Regions from separate parts of the Mus musculus genome. Here all the other regions are linked to region 1. Evidence: chromatin contacts called from public Hi-C and HiChIP or PLAC-seq data. All regions are on one chromosome and are shown on one strand. The core of a region is the stretch at or near the end of the contact, and the rest is flanking DNA. Distances in the headings are between cores, read along the strand shown.

The links. Hi-C and Micro-C count contacts between places; a contact is called where the count stands out from the background. HiChIP or PLAC-seq counts read pairs in DNA pulled down with a chosen protein or histone mark.
Region 2: a contact with region 1 is called in an H3K4me3 HiChIP or PLAC-seq map of intestinal villus epithelium, with 5 read pairs. The contact joins the enhancer-like site here to the promoter of Ckap2 in region 1. A contact is called at or near these places in 2 of 39 promoter capture datasets (embryonic stem cells and hippocampal neurons), 2 of 115 datasets of contacts at active chromatin or transcription factors (SST interneurons and intestinal villus epithelium) and 1 of 9 other capture datasets (pancreatic islet).
Region 3: a Hi-C map of stem cell-derived motor neurons shows a contact between it and region 1, with 6 times the contacts expected there. The contact joins the enhancer-like site here to the promoter of Ckap2 in region 1. A contact is called at or near these places in 18 of 39 promoter capture datasets (the 3T3-L1 cell line, the C10 cell line, the HPC-7 cell line and 11 more), 10 of 484 Hi-C or Micro-C datasets (3T3-L1-derived adipocytes, CD4 T cells, the G1E-ER4 cell line and 6 more), 3 of 115 datasets of contacts at active chromatin or transcription factors (embryonic stem cells and pancreatic cancer cells) and 3 of 9 other capture datasets (adipose tissue, liver and pancreatic islet).

What each region holds. Positions count from the first base shown.
Region 1 is chr8:22,182,814-22,187,743 of GRCm38.p6, reverse strand. Ckap2 (cytoskeleton associated protein 2) reads left to right here and starts at 1,925. Exons shown (of 9, transcript NM_001004140.2): 1 at 1,925-2,060. The coding sequence starts at 1,952. Gm29878 (a long non-coding RNA gene) reads right to left here and starts at 1,716. Exons shown (of 2, transcript XR_378798.3): 1 at 1,665-1,716; 2 at 592-659.
Region 2 is chr8:22,011,609-22,016,538 of GRCm38.p6, reverse strand. Atp7b (ATPase, Cu++ transporting, beta polypeptide) reads left to right here. Exons shown (of 21, transcript NM_007511.2): 6 at 585-661; 7 at 1,852-2,026; 8 at 2,930-3,163; 9 at 3,737-3,828; 10 at 4,647-4,774; 11 at 4,880-4,930. Among named protein-coding and RNA genes, the nearest start is that of Ccdc70, 43 kb to the right of the region's middle. Within about 2 kb of position 2,913, at least 16 of the 459 cell types and tissues checked have an H3K27ac peak or open chromatin away from gene starts, as enhancers often do. A contact at or near this core is called in intestinal villus epithelium, where this site is marked.
Region 3 is chr8:22,041,560-22,046,489 of GRCm38.p6, reverse strand. The region is part of intron 1 of Atp7b (ATPase, Cu++ transporting, beta polypeptide); the gene reads left to right. Among named protein-coding and RNA genes, the nearest start is that of Atp7b, 16 kb to the left of the region's middle. Within about 2 kb of position 2,764, at least 20 of the 459 cell types and tissues checked have an H3K27ac peak or open chromatin away from gene starts, as enhancers often do. A contact at or near this core is called in stem cell-derived motor neurons, where this site is marked.

The DNA.
Region 1 (4,930 bases), core at 676-3,175:
CTCACATCCCCAGCCACTTGTCCCTTGTCACTTGCTGTTTCCCATGGCCATGCACTCGTGGGCCATTCCCCTCAAGGCAGCTTATTCCTCCCTTTGTCTCCTTTCTCCTTCTCTTGGTCTCTCCTGAGACCCCCCCTCACTGGGTCCCCACAACCTCCTGCCTTTCTCTCTCTACAACTCAATCACAGGCTCTAGTCTTTTATTAACTTTAAATTGGGGAGCAAGATTTACATAGCTTCTCTGGGTGTACAGTTAGGGGGCAACCAGACCCAGACCATCCTCCAGTTGTTCTCCCTCACTTAAACAAACAAACAAACAAACAAACAAACAAACAAAACAAGGCGTCTAACATGATGTCAGGTGTCCTAAGGTCTGAGGTGGGGGTTGGGATAGGGGCAAGGGGTGGCTATTTAATGGGTTACAGATAGCTCAAGATAGGTTGTATCTGGGCCCTGGTCCTGCAACATCCCAAGCTCTCCACAACCTTTGAGGTTCCAATCAGTTAATCAGTTTGAAGATGTAGCTTTTTTCCTAGAAATATGTTTCACACATGTCATTTTTCTGAGGGAGTACAGCAATGAACCACCACTGTTAGCATGTCTGGGTTTTATGTTGGTGACATGTTTAAATGATGGGCGTCAAAGGTTAAGGCAGCATGCCTAAAAAGACAAACATAGACAAATTGTTCAACAGGAGTTGGTTTTGTTAGCATTCTGTCTAAGCTCCGCCCCACAGTTACCTGGCAATAGCCAGGCTTGCCTGACTCACTATGAGAGGGGCTGCTTGCTACCTCTGCCCTCTTCCCTCCTTTGCTCTCTCTTGTCTTCTTGCTCCTGCTCTGTCCTCTCACCCCTACTCCCCCTTGTCTACATGTGCTCTCAGCCAGCCTCTATTCCTCAACTCTCTCTGCCTTTCTCTGTCTCTAATACCCTTTTAACTCCCTTCCCCATTCCCTGAGTAAACTCTATTCTATACTATACCCATGGGCCTGCGGGGGCACCCCATACCTGACTACACATCCACCAAAACATATTCCTTCTTTCCTTTATCTTTTTATAACACACAATAGGTTTAACTTCACAGAATTATATCCTGCCTTGAAAGAGCAGAGGGTTATATCCTCAGTTTTCTTTTTCTTCTGTCTCCTACACTTGTTTGCATTTCACAAATGCATATATAAATGCACAGAAAGGGCTGGGCATAGAGTTGTAATCTTAGCACTCAGGAGGTCAAGGAAGACTGCAAGTGAGTTCTAGGCCAGCCTGTGCTACGTAGCAAGATTTTCAATAAAATAACAGCACAAAGGTAGATCTCAACTTAAGATTTTGTTTGCAAAGTCGGGCAAGTGGTGGCACACGCCTTTAATCCCAGCATTTGGGAGACAGAGGCAGGTGGATTTCTGAGTTCGAGGCCAGCCTGGTCTACAGAGTGAGTCCCAGGGCAGCCAGTGCTATACAGAGAAACCCTGTCTTGAAAAACCGAAAAAAGAAAAAAAAAAAAAAAGGTTTTGTTTGCAAGCTGTGCAAACACGAGACACCTAACATCTGAGCTCATCATCTCGCTTGCGAGGTATAATCGCAACCTAATTCTGTTAAGCAGCTCCAAAGATCATTCGGGAACTTGTCCTCAGGGAAAGCAATGAGCCTTATCCCTAAGGAGCGCACCAGCATTTGACAGGTGCAGTCACTGCGGTCCTTTGGCTTCCTCTGGGCTGTGTCTGAAGACATGTCCTGACTTGTCAAGCCTGGTCCTGCTATATCCTGAGGATTCAACAAGCCCGCTCCAACGGCGTCATCCATCCAGTTGGGAGAGCTTTGTTCGATTTTGAAATTTCTCGCCGGCTGCCAAGTCTCTGGATTCTGGGACGGCCCCGCCCCTCGCCTGGGCCCCGCCCCTCCGCGCTCATTGGTCCGTTCAATCCACGCCGGCGCCGAGGCGCGCTCATTAAGCGATGGCAGAGTCCAGGAAACGCTTCCTTGGCAGGGCTGCGAGGAATCCCTTGCCGGTGACCCGGGACCTGCAGCTGCCCCCGACCAGGCGAGACCAGCCGGCCTTCCGAGGTGAGCGATGGCACGGGGCCTCGGCCGCTAACTCTCTCTGAGAGCCCAGGCCGCTGCCGAGGGTAGCGCGTGGCTCGGCTCCTGCCGGGGCCAGCGGTTTATCTTCGGGGTCTGAGGGCGGGGGCGGGGCTGCCCGGACCCCCGACTGCGCCTGCGCGCGCGCTCGCTAGCTCCCGGGTTCTCCTATCTCTGTGCTTGGAACGTGGAGGTGAGGCTGGGACTGTTTGCATGATGTCCTGGACGTTTTGGAAAAATGGAGTTGAATGGTCTGCAGCAAGAATGTGGAAAACTTATGTAAGTTGGTCAGAATTTGGCGACTGGTATCAGATCTCTCTACACAGTTGTTTCTGGAACCCTATATTGAAATGTGTTCCCTGCAATTTTCACTCGATTAGGACATTTGATGCTATTTATTTATTTATTTATTTATTTGGGAGGATGAACCTCAGAGCTTTGTATACGCTAGGCAAGTATTCTATCATTGAGCACAAGCTAGAGTCCTGAGAGGAGGGAACCTAAACTGAGAAGATGTTTCCACAAGATCAGGCAGGCTGTAGGCCAGCCTGTAGGGCATCTTCTTAATTAGAGATTGATGGGAGAGGGAGGGCCCCGCCCATTGTGGGCGGTGCCACCCCTGGGCTAGTGGTCTTGAGTGCTATTTAAAAACAAAAACAAACAAACCAGGCAGAGCAAGCCTTGTAGCTACACTTCTTCATGGCACCAAGTTCCTGCCCTAACTGCTTTTGATGATGAGCTAACTGTACTATGGAGATATTAGTAAATGAACCCATTCTTCCCCAAGTTGCCTTTGGTGAGAGTGTTTTCATCACAGTAATAGTAAGCCTAAAACAGCACCTTGCATGTAATTTCTGATTCATGGGATCATTTGTCTAAATTGAGAAATCTCCTATTGTGTTGTTATAGGAATAATCTCTTTTCCCAGGGAGGAGACACTCCACACCCTTAGTGGTTACTCTTTAAAGCTCTTTAGTAGAAGTTGTTCGCTCTGGCTAGCACCCAAGGAAGAGCCAGCCCTGAATACGAGACTTCATTGGCTTTTTAAACACTTTAGACTGGTGCTTTCTTGTCGCTTTGGTTTTTGTTGTTGTTTTGAGACAGGGTTTCTCTGTAGCTCTAGCTGCCTGGAACTTGATCTGTAGACCAGGCTGGCCTTGAACTCAAGAATGTCTGCCTCTGCTTCCTGGGGTAGGCTTGTGCATTTTACACTACTCTCATCCTTAAATCTCTTTTAGATCCCAGCCCCAGGTTACACTTTGAACAATTTAAACAGAAAAAAAAGGTCACTGGCAATAATTCTGACATCTTTGCTGTGTCGACCTCCCACCTGACCAAGTGGCCAGACTTAATGATAGTCCCGCATCTCTGGGAGGAGGCTTTCCTGGTCTGGTGTGCAAGCCAGGAGACAGGAGCAGTAGACTCTGGCGAGTCTTATCCTTATTTGGTAATGAGGTTATTGTGCAGCTTACTGTGACCACTCTCACAGGAGGTCCCATCAAACCTGACGTGCAAGTGTCTGGTCAGCTTAACCCATTTTACTTACCTGAACATTTAATTCTCCCTAACCAGTTTGCTTGGTTTTTAAATGTACCTATTTTGAACAGTATTTTATATTAAACTGCCTTTGCATTGCCCATTCAAGTTTAATTTTGAAAATATATTACAGAAGATTGTATAATGTGGGATATAAATTGGTCTCTCCCTCCCATCTTGTCTCTGTAAATGAATTATATTTGTACTTAGTGTGACTACAAACACAATTCTGGACACATAAAATATATGTTTAATTACTTTCTTATTTTTTATTTTACTTTGAGACAGCCTTTCTACATAGCCCTGAATGTCCTAATCCACTATGCAGATCAGGCTCGCCTTGAATTTACAAACCTCCACCTGCCTCTGCCCCCAGCACTATGATTAAAGACATACGTTATCACCCCAGATTACCTTTGTTTTAACAGTTTATAATACATTGGCAACTCTCACAAGATTAGGGTTTTGTAAGCTAAGGTGATTTATCTCTGGTAAGATTTCTGAGCCTTAAAAATAACAGTTTCTGGCCGGGCGGTGGTGGCGCACGCCTTTAATCCCAGCACTTGGAGGCAGAGGCAGGCAGATTTCTGAGTTCGAGGCCAGCCTGGTCTACAGAGTGAGTTTCAGGACAGCCAGAGCTACACAGAGAAACCCTGTCTCGAAAAACAAACAAACAAACAAACAAACAAACAAACAAAAGACAGTTTCTGAACTGAAGCTCTTTTAAATACTAAGGTAATACACTTTATATGATAAGTTCAGTCCATGGAGAAACTGGGAACTTCATTATCCTGTATAGTATAGTTTTACAAAGTCTAAGTCAATTTGTAAGATCTTTTATATCAAGTAGCTTATTTTATCACAAGTGTAATTATAGCGGAGAACTGGAGGATTGGTTGTCCCAAGGAGACCTAAGAATAACAAGTGTACACTTAATTCTGACCACAGTTTCTCCAGATGTTTAAAGCTTAACAAAGTTAGCAGAGACACACAGGACAAGACATGCGTGTCTCAGTCAGCTTTTGTTACCCTGTATCCACAGGAGCAGTCACTGTAACCCTTGAGTATACTGTCTAAGCCATCCTCTACAAGGCCCCTTGAACATAGTCAGACCTACTCTGACTTCGCTTTAAGCTTTTATGGTTTTGTCTCTCTTTTTTTTTTAATCTGATTTATTCTATCTAAAAGAATTTAACCTTTTATTGTCTCACTGATCCTGAGAAAGACTTAGAAAGAGCAAGAATCTTGAATGAGAGAACATTCTGTATAAATGAGAACAAACCGGCGGGTAGAGGACTCAGAGAGCTGAACTTCCAGGA
Region 2 (4,930 bases), core at 1,664-4,163, 170 kb after region 1:
GCAGAGACATAATGCTCAGATGGAGGTGTCGGCGGCAGAGCTTGAGGAGAGCACAGGGTTGAGGAGCAGTTTGTCAGGACACGGAGAAAGCCGCTCTTCACATAGTGAGGCCCCGAATACAGTAGGAAGTTGCTTGGCCTAGAAGCCTAGAGACTCATATTCTGCACCCAGTTCTTTAACACACTGTTTCTCTCACACCTTCCTTTTCCTCATGAGTGGGTGAAGTACCAGACCACGAGGCATCCGGATTTTTTAACTCAAGACTCTTGAAGTCAACCCTGGTCAGCTTAGGGACTCACTGGAGTGAGTGTGACAATAGCAACTGCCTTTCCTTCGGGTAGGAAGAGGGATTTCCATTCAGTGCCATGTCTCCAGGGTGGCACGGTTAGCCACTCGGCACACAGAGTACTGAACCTCTGAGCAGGCTTTGGAAGCCGCTTGCCACAAAGAAGTCACGAGAGGAAAGCCGTAGGTCACCGGAGGAACTTTGAGATTTCAGTCCCCAGTGCTGGAAATGCTTTCTACACGTGCACGTTTTAACCAGAGCCTTCCCCCTCGCTCCCCACCCCTCTTTTCATCACAAGGAAATTGGCTTTCATGCTTCCCTGGCCCAGAGAAACCCCAACGCCCATCACTTGGACCACAAGACGGAAATAAAACAGTAGGTAGAAAACAGAAGGTGAACGGTTGCCCTGGCTAAGTCTCTGTCCCCTTCCCACTGACTCTGTGGCCCATGATGATGCCAGCAGACTCAGCTGTGGCCCCGACGCCCCAGCTTCCTGGGTTGCCTTTAACCTTGGTTCTTCCCTTTTACCCCTGTGAGGGGTACGCTGTCTGTAGAAGTGTCTGGGTCTGCACTGCCCAGCGTGGTGGTGTACTTGAGATGCAGTAGTGTGTGCATTCGAATGAGCGTAGAACCAGAGTAGGCTTTTTTTCTTCTCTTTCCTTTTAAATTTCACTAATTTTTAGCTACTTTAAATAGTCACCAGTCGTCGGTGGTTATTTAAATACTTAGTTAAGTTTCACTAAATCTAACTGCAAGGTTGGCTCTTTATTTCAGTCTATTTATTTAGGCTTTATTTGTGTAAGTTCTAGAAGTAGGATCTGAAGACAGTCTTCAGAGCTAAGTGGAAAGAAAATGGCCAGCGCAGGGAAGGACGTGCAGCTCAGTGACAGGGCCTATGCTTAGCATGCACAAGGTCCCAGAATCCCCAGCACAGAGTGGGGTGGGGGTGGGGCGGCCCAGGATGCAGATAAAGGTTAATAAGTCTCAGATGGTCACTTAGTCTTTGAGCACACTCGAAGGCCACTGTTGTACATAGGGCAGTACCTTAGCCTTGTTGGGGAAGAGTGAGCAACCTGTGGCATCAGTAGCTTAGGCCAATTCTGGAAAGTCTGGAAAGAAGGAGACCTGGGATTTGAAACTCAGTTTAGTGTCTTCAGGGAGTGGTAGAGCCTTCTGGGGCTTCGATGGTGTCCTCGGTTTGGTCCCGTTGGCTTGCCCAGGGGACTGGCAGTCGAGGGTTTAGGAAACTAGTGGGCCTGTCTTTCAGATGGCCTCAGGCAGCAGCCTGAGCGCTCAGGACTGCAGGATGTACATTAGGATACACAGCTTACAAGGACTTTCCTTGATGGTCCCACACTGCCTCATCTGTTGTATCTATAAATGGGTGGCCACCAGCTTATGCAAAGGTAGATCTGAGCCCAGTGTCCCTCCAGCAATGCCTGGCCCTTGAGGTCAGTGATGATGTTGGGGGTAAGCCTCACTTTTATTTTAGTTCATCTTATGTCTAATCTGATCCCAGTGCCAAGTGGTTCTGATGTGTCTGTGTCGCTGACCTTGCCTTCCAGGTGGAAGAAGTCTTTCCTGTGCAGCCTGGTGTTCGGCATCCCCGTCATGGGATTGATGGTCTACATGTTAATCCCCAGCAGTACGCCTCAGGAGACGATGGTCCTGGACCACAACATCATCCCAGGACTGTCCGTTCTCAATCTCATCTTCTTCATCTTGTGTACCTTTGTCCAAGTATGTATTGGAAAGCCGGGCAAACCTCTGCCCTTTGTGCCCAGGCATGGCTAATGGATCTCTGATCACTGTCTGCATCAATAGCCCTTTAGCCTAGTTCCAGTGGTTCCTCATGGCAACTTTGCAGCGTCACCTTTGGGGAGCTGCTGCTGTTATTTCTGTCTTATGACCAGAGGGAGTGCAGAGTAGAGGGGGGATGCAAATGTGGGAACTAAGAAGAAAGGCCTGGTTTCACGGTCACAGGTCATTGCAAGTGATTGAAACTTGTCAGAACAGCCACCCTCTCCTTGTAAGCTTGGTGAGCCTGCCTATCCCTGGTGTGTGTGTGTGTGTGTGTGTGTGTGTTACAAATGACAGGACAACTCAGGACCTCATACATGCCATACATGCTAGGGAAGTGTGCCATCACTCAGTCTCTTTCTGTCTGTCTCTCTGTGTATGTGTATACATGTGTGTGTATGTTTGCGTGCGATGCATGTTCATTACAATACAGACACAGATGTTTGTTAACAGAAGTGTGTGTGTGGGGGTGCCATGTGAGAACACCAACAGATGCTGCCTCTCTTATTTGAATCATGGACATATTTTACGCCATTGGCTTACCTTCTCTCTAGAGACCATTCACAGTATAAGTGAATAACATCACTGTTGTTACCATTCTCTCATTATGGACATTTACATGGTGTGCCTGTGTTCCAAACATCCTGTATCCTCCGTCATCCCTTTCTGTGGCCAGTAATGAGAGAGTATGTTTCACCAGAGGCTGAGGAAGAGTGTGTGCCCTCAGTATCAAATAATGCAGAACAGAGTGGTATCAGCTATGTCCAAGAACCTAGAATACTCCTAGTCCTGAGGCTGGCTCCTCCCCCTTCCTCCGCCAACCCCGCCCTCCCTGCCTTTCAGTTTCTGGGTGGGTGGTACTTCTACGTACAAGCCTACAAATCGCTGAGACACAGGTCCGCCAACATGGACGTACTCATCGTGCTCGCCACAACCATTGCCTATGCCTACTCCCTGGTCATCCTGGTGGTCGCCGTAGCCGAGAAGGCAGAGAAGAGCCCCGTGACCTTCTTTGACACGCCCCCCATGCTCTTTGTGTTCATCGCCCTGGGACGGTGGCTGGAACACGTGGCCAAGGTAGCTACAGCTTCAAGGGTTCTTTCGTTCTTTTGGTAACCCGACTCTCAGCCCAAAGGCAGTGTGTGCTGAGAACTACTAATTACACACGCTGTAGAGAATAGTCCAGCGGAATCTGAACTCCTTGTAATTAGGGGCGGCAGTCACTAATCTCCCTGTTGATTGTTCCTTCTGATATCCCAGCTAATCTGGCTAATTAGTGAGACCTTTGTTCGGGTAATTGTGCCACAGAACAAACTCTGAACTTCTGGGCAGAGCTCGAATGGTCTCTTAGCGCCTAATGGATTGTAGTTAGTTTGTGTAGAAATCCACACCTCCACCTCAGGGCTGGGTGGCATTCAGTACTCTGCAATGGAGCCTGCAAAAGAGGGGAAGGAAGTTATATTGAAGGTGAAAATAGAATGGCCGTCAAGCTCTGCCTCAGCAGCCCTGGGCGGGCTTCCCTTGTGGCCCTGGCACTTGTGGCTGCCTCAGTGGTGGGGTTGTGTTTTTCACGCCAGCCACCTTCAGTGCGGTGCTTGGGAGTGTCAGCCTGGGTATGGACCGTCAGCTCTCATCCTGGTTATCTCCTAGAGCAAAACTTCAGAAGCCCTTGCAAAACTCATGTCACTCCAAGCCACAGAAGCCACAGTCGTGACCCTGGGTGAGGACAACTTAATCCTCAGGTAAGTTGTGTCCATGAGTAGAGCTTGGGAATCCCACGTCACCATTGTACAGTACAGGCCACCGTAGACATCACCCTGAAGCACTGTCCAGTGCCTGCACTGGCTGCTAACTGCAGTCAAACCAGTGACCTTTCTAAAGATCTATATTGTACCAGTCTGTCTGCACTGCTGTGTAGACAGATCCTTCAGCAGCTGCTTGCTTTTCCTTATGATAAAGTCGAAAGCACAGCAGTGGGACTCTGGTATCAACTGCGCACGCCCTCTTGAATTTAGCCCCATCCATTGCTCAGGGTGATGTGAGTATAATCATCCCCCAACACCCATGAAGTTTGGCTCTAGGACCCTAAGATACCAAGTCCCTCATATGACATGGAACAGTATTTGCATAGAATTCACATCCTCCCACATACTTTAAATCATCTCTAGAATAATTATTATACATTTGCAATGCAGATGGTATGTAAATGGGTTTTATACTGTACGGTTTAGAGATTTAGAGAACAATGATGCAAAAATATACATATATTGTATACATAGACAGGTGACCTCTGCACCTCCTCCCCCCACAATGTATGTGTGTGTGAGTGTGTGTGTTGCTGGGGATGGGACTCAGGGCCTCTTACATGGTAGGCAAGTGCTGTACCACCAAGCTATATCCCAAACCCATCCCTGAGTATTTTTTTTATGCAAGGTTGGTTATGTCTGCTAATCTAGAACTCTTAGATACATAGGGCTAGCAGTAAAAGGTCCAATAGTCAGTCTAGAACCCAGTCTAATCCCAGACGAGGAGGATGGTATCTGACTGTCTTCTGTTGCAGAGAGGAGCAGGTGCCCATGGAGCTGGTGCAGCGAGGCGACGTCATCAAGGTTGTCCCTGGGGGCAAGTTCCCAGTGGATGGGAAAGTCCTCGAAGGCAATACCATGGCTGATGAGTCCCTCATCACAGGTTAGGTGGCTGGGTTTAGGGTCCCTTTGGTGGGGGTCATGGTAGCCATTGGTCCATATGATGTTGAGAGGGCTGAGTGAGTGATTGATTCTGTCTCTTCCCTAGGAGAGGCCATGCCTGTCACTAAGAAACCTGGGAGCATAGTGATTGCTGGCT
Region 3 (4,930 bases), core at 1,515-4,014, 140 kb after region 1:
CTTCATAGAAGTTGTCTGGGAGTGCTCCTTCTCTCTGCGTGTGTGTGTGTCTGTGTGTCTGTCTGTCTGTCTGTGTCTGTGTGTATGAATAGTTTAAGAAGGACTGGCCATAAAAAATTGTTTGAAAGTCTAATAGTGCCGCAGACCCTTTTTGGTCCCTGTCTGCGTAGAACAGGTCTCTGATTGCAGGTGGACAAGGAGTAGGCGAATGAATGACAAACAGATGCAACACACGAGATTGTGTAGAATCTGAATGTAATTTTTTCAAATTGAGCACCAAACTTTTTATACAGAAGAAAATAGGGAAGTTAGGTGACACATCGGCAAGGTACAAATGAGGTTACTGGATGCTTAATGACTCTTACACAAAGCAGAGGAATGTAAACACAAAGACAAGCGGGGAACTGGGCAATAAAACAACTGAGACAAAGTCAGCTCTATCTAAGGTCAGCTATAGTCTTAGAAGCCAGGTCTTAGAGGTGTGAGGTCTTTGCACTCCTAGGGCAAGGGCTTTCACACCCAAGTCATGGTTCTAATTAGGGAGTTCTGCTCTAGCTAACCATCTCATGAATAATGCAATACTCTAAAACCACAGCCTGATCTACTTCCTAAACCATTGTAAATTCCTGTATATAGGAGTGACTCGGCTTTTATTCTAAGTGGGGGGACTTTCTACTAATAAGTAATGTATGCCATACATAACTATAATAAGAATTCTAAACTTACGTTGCTAAGCTTGCCCTGAGATTTCTAACTCTATGTATAGATAGTAGAGCCTGATTTCTTTCACTATCTCTCTAACAATACTAGAGACAATTCTGAATGTCACTGAATAGGCAACATTCTTACTGAATTCCAAGCCCAGAATTGGCTCAAGGACTAACTAGGGCATTGGTGAAGGCCAGGAAGCAAAGTTTAATTTTGCTTAGGTATTTGGCAAGTCATTGCTTGGAGGCACCTATAACAAAACAATACTGAAAGGAAGCACACAGATCCATTTGCAAGGACAAAATTGGAGCATAAGTGCTATGGAATGGCACAGTTCCAGGAGACTAAGTTTCCGTGAAACTCTTCGCCCTCAGGACTGCATCCAGGCTTTTGGCTTGTCATGCGTGTCACTACTGGAGTGGATGTAGCATAAGAGAGTTCTGTTGTTAGCCTATCTATTCTGGACTTTGCTTTTTCTTTTTCCTAGAAGGCTTTTATTATTATTTTAACTTGTCTCTTTAGGTTGGTTGTATGACTGTACATCAGAAGAGGGCACCAAATCTCATTACAGATGGTTGTGAGCTACCATGTGGTTGCTGGGAATTGAACTCAGGACCTTTGGAAGAGTAGCCTGTGCCCTTATCCTCCAAGCTGGCTTTCCAGCCCCAAGTGTTTCTATGTCTTTATTGAATTTTGTTTTCAAGCCTTGGATTGTTTGGGCTTCCTCCCTCCTCTTTTTCTTCTTCCTCTCCCTCCTTTCCTCCTCCTCTTCTTTGCTCTTTTATTATTTATTTATTTATTTATTTATTTTTTGAGACAAGATCTCAGTCTTGTACAGCCCAGACTGTTGTAGAACTCACTATGTATACCCGGCTGGCCTTGAACTCAGATCTGCCTGCCTCTGCCTCCAACCACTGGGAGGTACAGCACCGCACCTGGCTGTTCATGGTTTGTTGGGCATCACTCAGGCATTTGTTCTCCTTAAGCTCTTTCTCCTTAGTTCCACTGAGCTGTTTCTTTACATCTGCTTTAAACTTCTTGAGTTCTTTGATGAAGTTTATGATTGTTCTTTTAAATGCTGTGCCTTGGACTCATAAATTTAATTTTTTTAATTTGATATTTCCTTTATTTACATTTCAAATGTTATCCCCTTCCCTAGTCCCCCCCCTCCCCCCCGAAAATCCCCATCCCCTCCCATAAATTTAATTCTTATGGGCAACATTTCTACAGGACTAGTGGATTGTGGTTGGGAGAGATGGCCTTGGTCTCCCATATTGTTTGCCGTTTTTGCTGTGAGATCTGGGCATATGTACTTCTTTTGTTCTGTGTCTGGGGCAGAAGAGAGCATGTGCGAGCGGGTGGAGCCCAGAGGTTGGAAAAGGCTTAGGTGGAGTGAAGTCAGGTGGACAGATGTGGCTGTGTTCCTGTATAGAATGTGTATTCCAGTTCCAGCCTGGAGCGTGGGGTCAGATACTGCTATTTGCAGACGTTTTGTGTGGTATGGGATGAGCTTATGAGTTGGGGGCTGGGCAGGGCAGGGCAGGGCAGGGCAGGGCAGGGCAGGGCAGGGCAGGGCAGGGCAGGGAATGGCCAGAAACCTAGAAATTGCTTGTGATTCAGGCAGAGGTGGCCAAACTGGGCCAGGACACTGGATGTAAAAGCCGGGCTAGATCTAGCAAGGCTGGAAGAGTGCATGGAGGAGAGCATCAGGCAGAGCCGCAGGGTTAGGCCCTGGAGAAAGATTTCTGGGATCTTGTGCCGCGTGTACATTTAACATCCAGCTTACACTCTTAGTGACCTGCGTTCTGTCGTGGATGATGGATGAGCGTCGGGCCCTTAGCTGCGGTGAATGCGGTGTTTGTGCTAACCTTACCCTCAGTGTGGGAAACTTCCAGGCGTCTGTGTCCAGCACACAGCTTAGTGTCAGATTCTCTGGTCCTGTCCTGTCACAGAATCTGAGCCTCCTCTTGTGCCTCAGAGGGCTGGCCCGGCCCGCCCCAGGGTCTTTCTTGGAGGCCCTTCCTACTGAAAGCTCCTCTGGGTTGAGCTGGTAATCTTTCTGAGTGCTGAAATGTTTTCTTTGCCAGGTGTCCCTCCCCTAAACAGGGCCCTTTTGTCCTAGGGGCTCATGGAAACAGGAGCTGCCCATCTGCCTTTGGGGCCCAGGCTTCTCAGCTTACAAAATAGTTGTTTGGGACAGCAAGTGTGGCATATATGTATGAATTCATATACGTATATGAATTTCCTTTTCGGGAACAGCAAACTTTACACATGTGAGAGTCAGAACACAGAGGTGCAAGAAGACACTTGGAAGACCTGTTGTTCTAGACTGAATGAATAGAGAATAGTAGAGTTTGCCCTTGGATTTATATAAAGGGGACAGAAAAGGACCATGAAATTCTCGGTAGAGCTTCTGGCATGTGGGGCACATGGTTATAATTCTGGTATTCAGAAAGCAGAGGCGGGAGGATTGCCACAAGTTTGAGGCCAGGCTGGTCTATAACATAAGTTTAAGGCCACCTGAGACTATAGTAAGATTCTTTCCAAAAAAGAAAAACAGAACTGAAAAACCCTAAAGAATTCTAGGGAAAAAAAAAAAAAGCACACCCTGCTTTATACATACAGGTCAACAAATTTGTTTAGATATATTTAAACAGGCTTATGTAATATCTGACGTTTGCTCGTTAGTATAGATGGAAGATCCTTGTGTTCCAGAGCTTAGCCATCACTGAGGACCTCCTGAGCGGTGGCAGGAAGAGGGGATAATCAGCTTGAGAGTTGGTGGACAAAGGGTATTTGGCTCCAACAATGACAATGAATAGGAGATATTGAGAAAACACGCGCACACACACACACACACACACACACACACACATACAGATACACCTAAGAAAACCAAGCTATTGCTCTATGTTATAAGAGCTTAATAGAAATCTTTGACTAGTAAGCAGAGAGTAGAAGTAAACAAGTTAAAGTTTTACTAAAGCATGCTGATTTTTGCTGGCTTGTTAAAGACCCTACCCCTTTTTCTGGGAAAAGTAAACACCACCTAGAGGAGTAGTTACCACAGCTATCTTGGCAAAGGTCAAACTGCAGATCCTGTTTGCTAAGAACGAGATCCTTTTACCTGCCAAAGTTTGTATGCCTTCATTACTACTAATGCTTTCGAACTCAGGGGCTTATAACATATGCCCCAAGGCCGGTCTAATCATCTACTCTCAATAGATCAATTAAAAGAGCCAAATTAGGGGCTGGAGAGATGGCTCAATGGTTAAGAGCACTACTCTTCCAAAGGTCTTGAGTTCAAATCCCAGCAACCACATGGTGGCTCGCAACCATCCGTAATAAGATCTGATGCCCTCTTCTAGTAGCTGTCTGAAGACAGTGTACTTAGATATAATCATAAGAGCCAAATTAAAAGTGGAAATCAGAAAAAAAGAGATTTATTTAATGTGACAATGTTGGCAAGATGCATTGGGCTACTTTGTCCTTCTTCACAATTTGGCCACATTGAAGTTCGATAACTCTAACAAAAATTTATGTACTTGTATTGCTGCCCATATAACATCTGTGTGCAAAAATGTCTGTTCCAGTAAACATGCCTGGTGGAAATTCCTTTTGGTGGACATGGGACTCAAAGACCACCCCTGTTACCAGACCTATAAAAGTTGCAAGAAATTGTGCAGACCTTTACAAAGTGTGCACTTGGGTCTCAGCCACTCAGAGTTAAAGAATTTCTTCTGTCTTGCCAAATGCACGTTCTGTTCTTGCTAGTTGCAGTTTCCCTGACAGTAAGGGCTGAATACGTGTGCAGATAGTGGTGGCCTTACCCCTGCCTCCCCATGAACACACAGTACAGTCAAATCAGAAGTGACTTCATCCATGTATCTGATTGATCTCAAGCTAGTATCAAAGATGTCAGGCACAGCCCCTGGTCAGGGTCTGGTCAAAGAGTTCCACACCATTGTAATTTTTTTTTTTTTTTTTTTTTTTTTTTTTTTTTTTTTTGCCATTTGTGACAGGAAGAAAACTAGCCTTGGAAAACCAACCAGGGTAGAATCATGTTGGTTATGACTCAAGATGGCTGCAGCCAAGTCAGGTAGAACCCAAGTATACATTCCCAGTCACAGTGCTGAGGCATTTATTTGTATTTGTAATGATCTTATAGCATCAAGGAAAAGTTAAGACCGTTTAATGATTCATATTTAAAAGACATGTTACC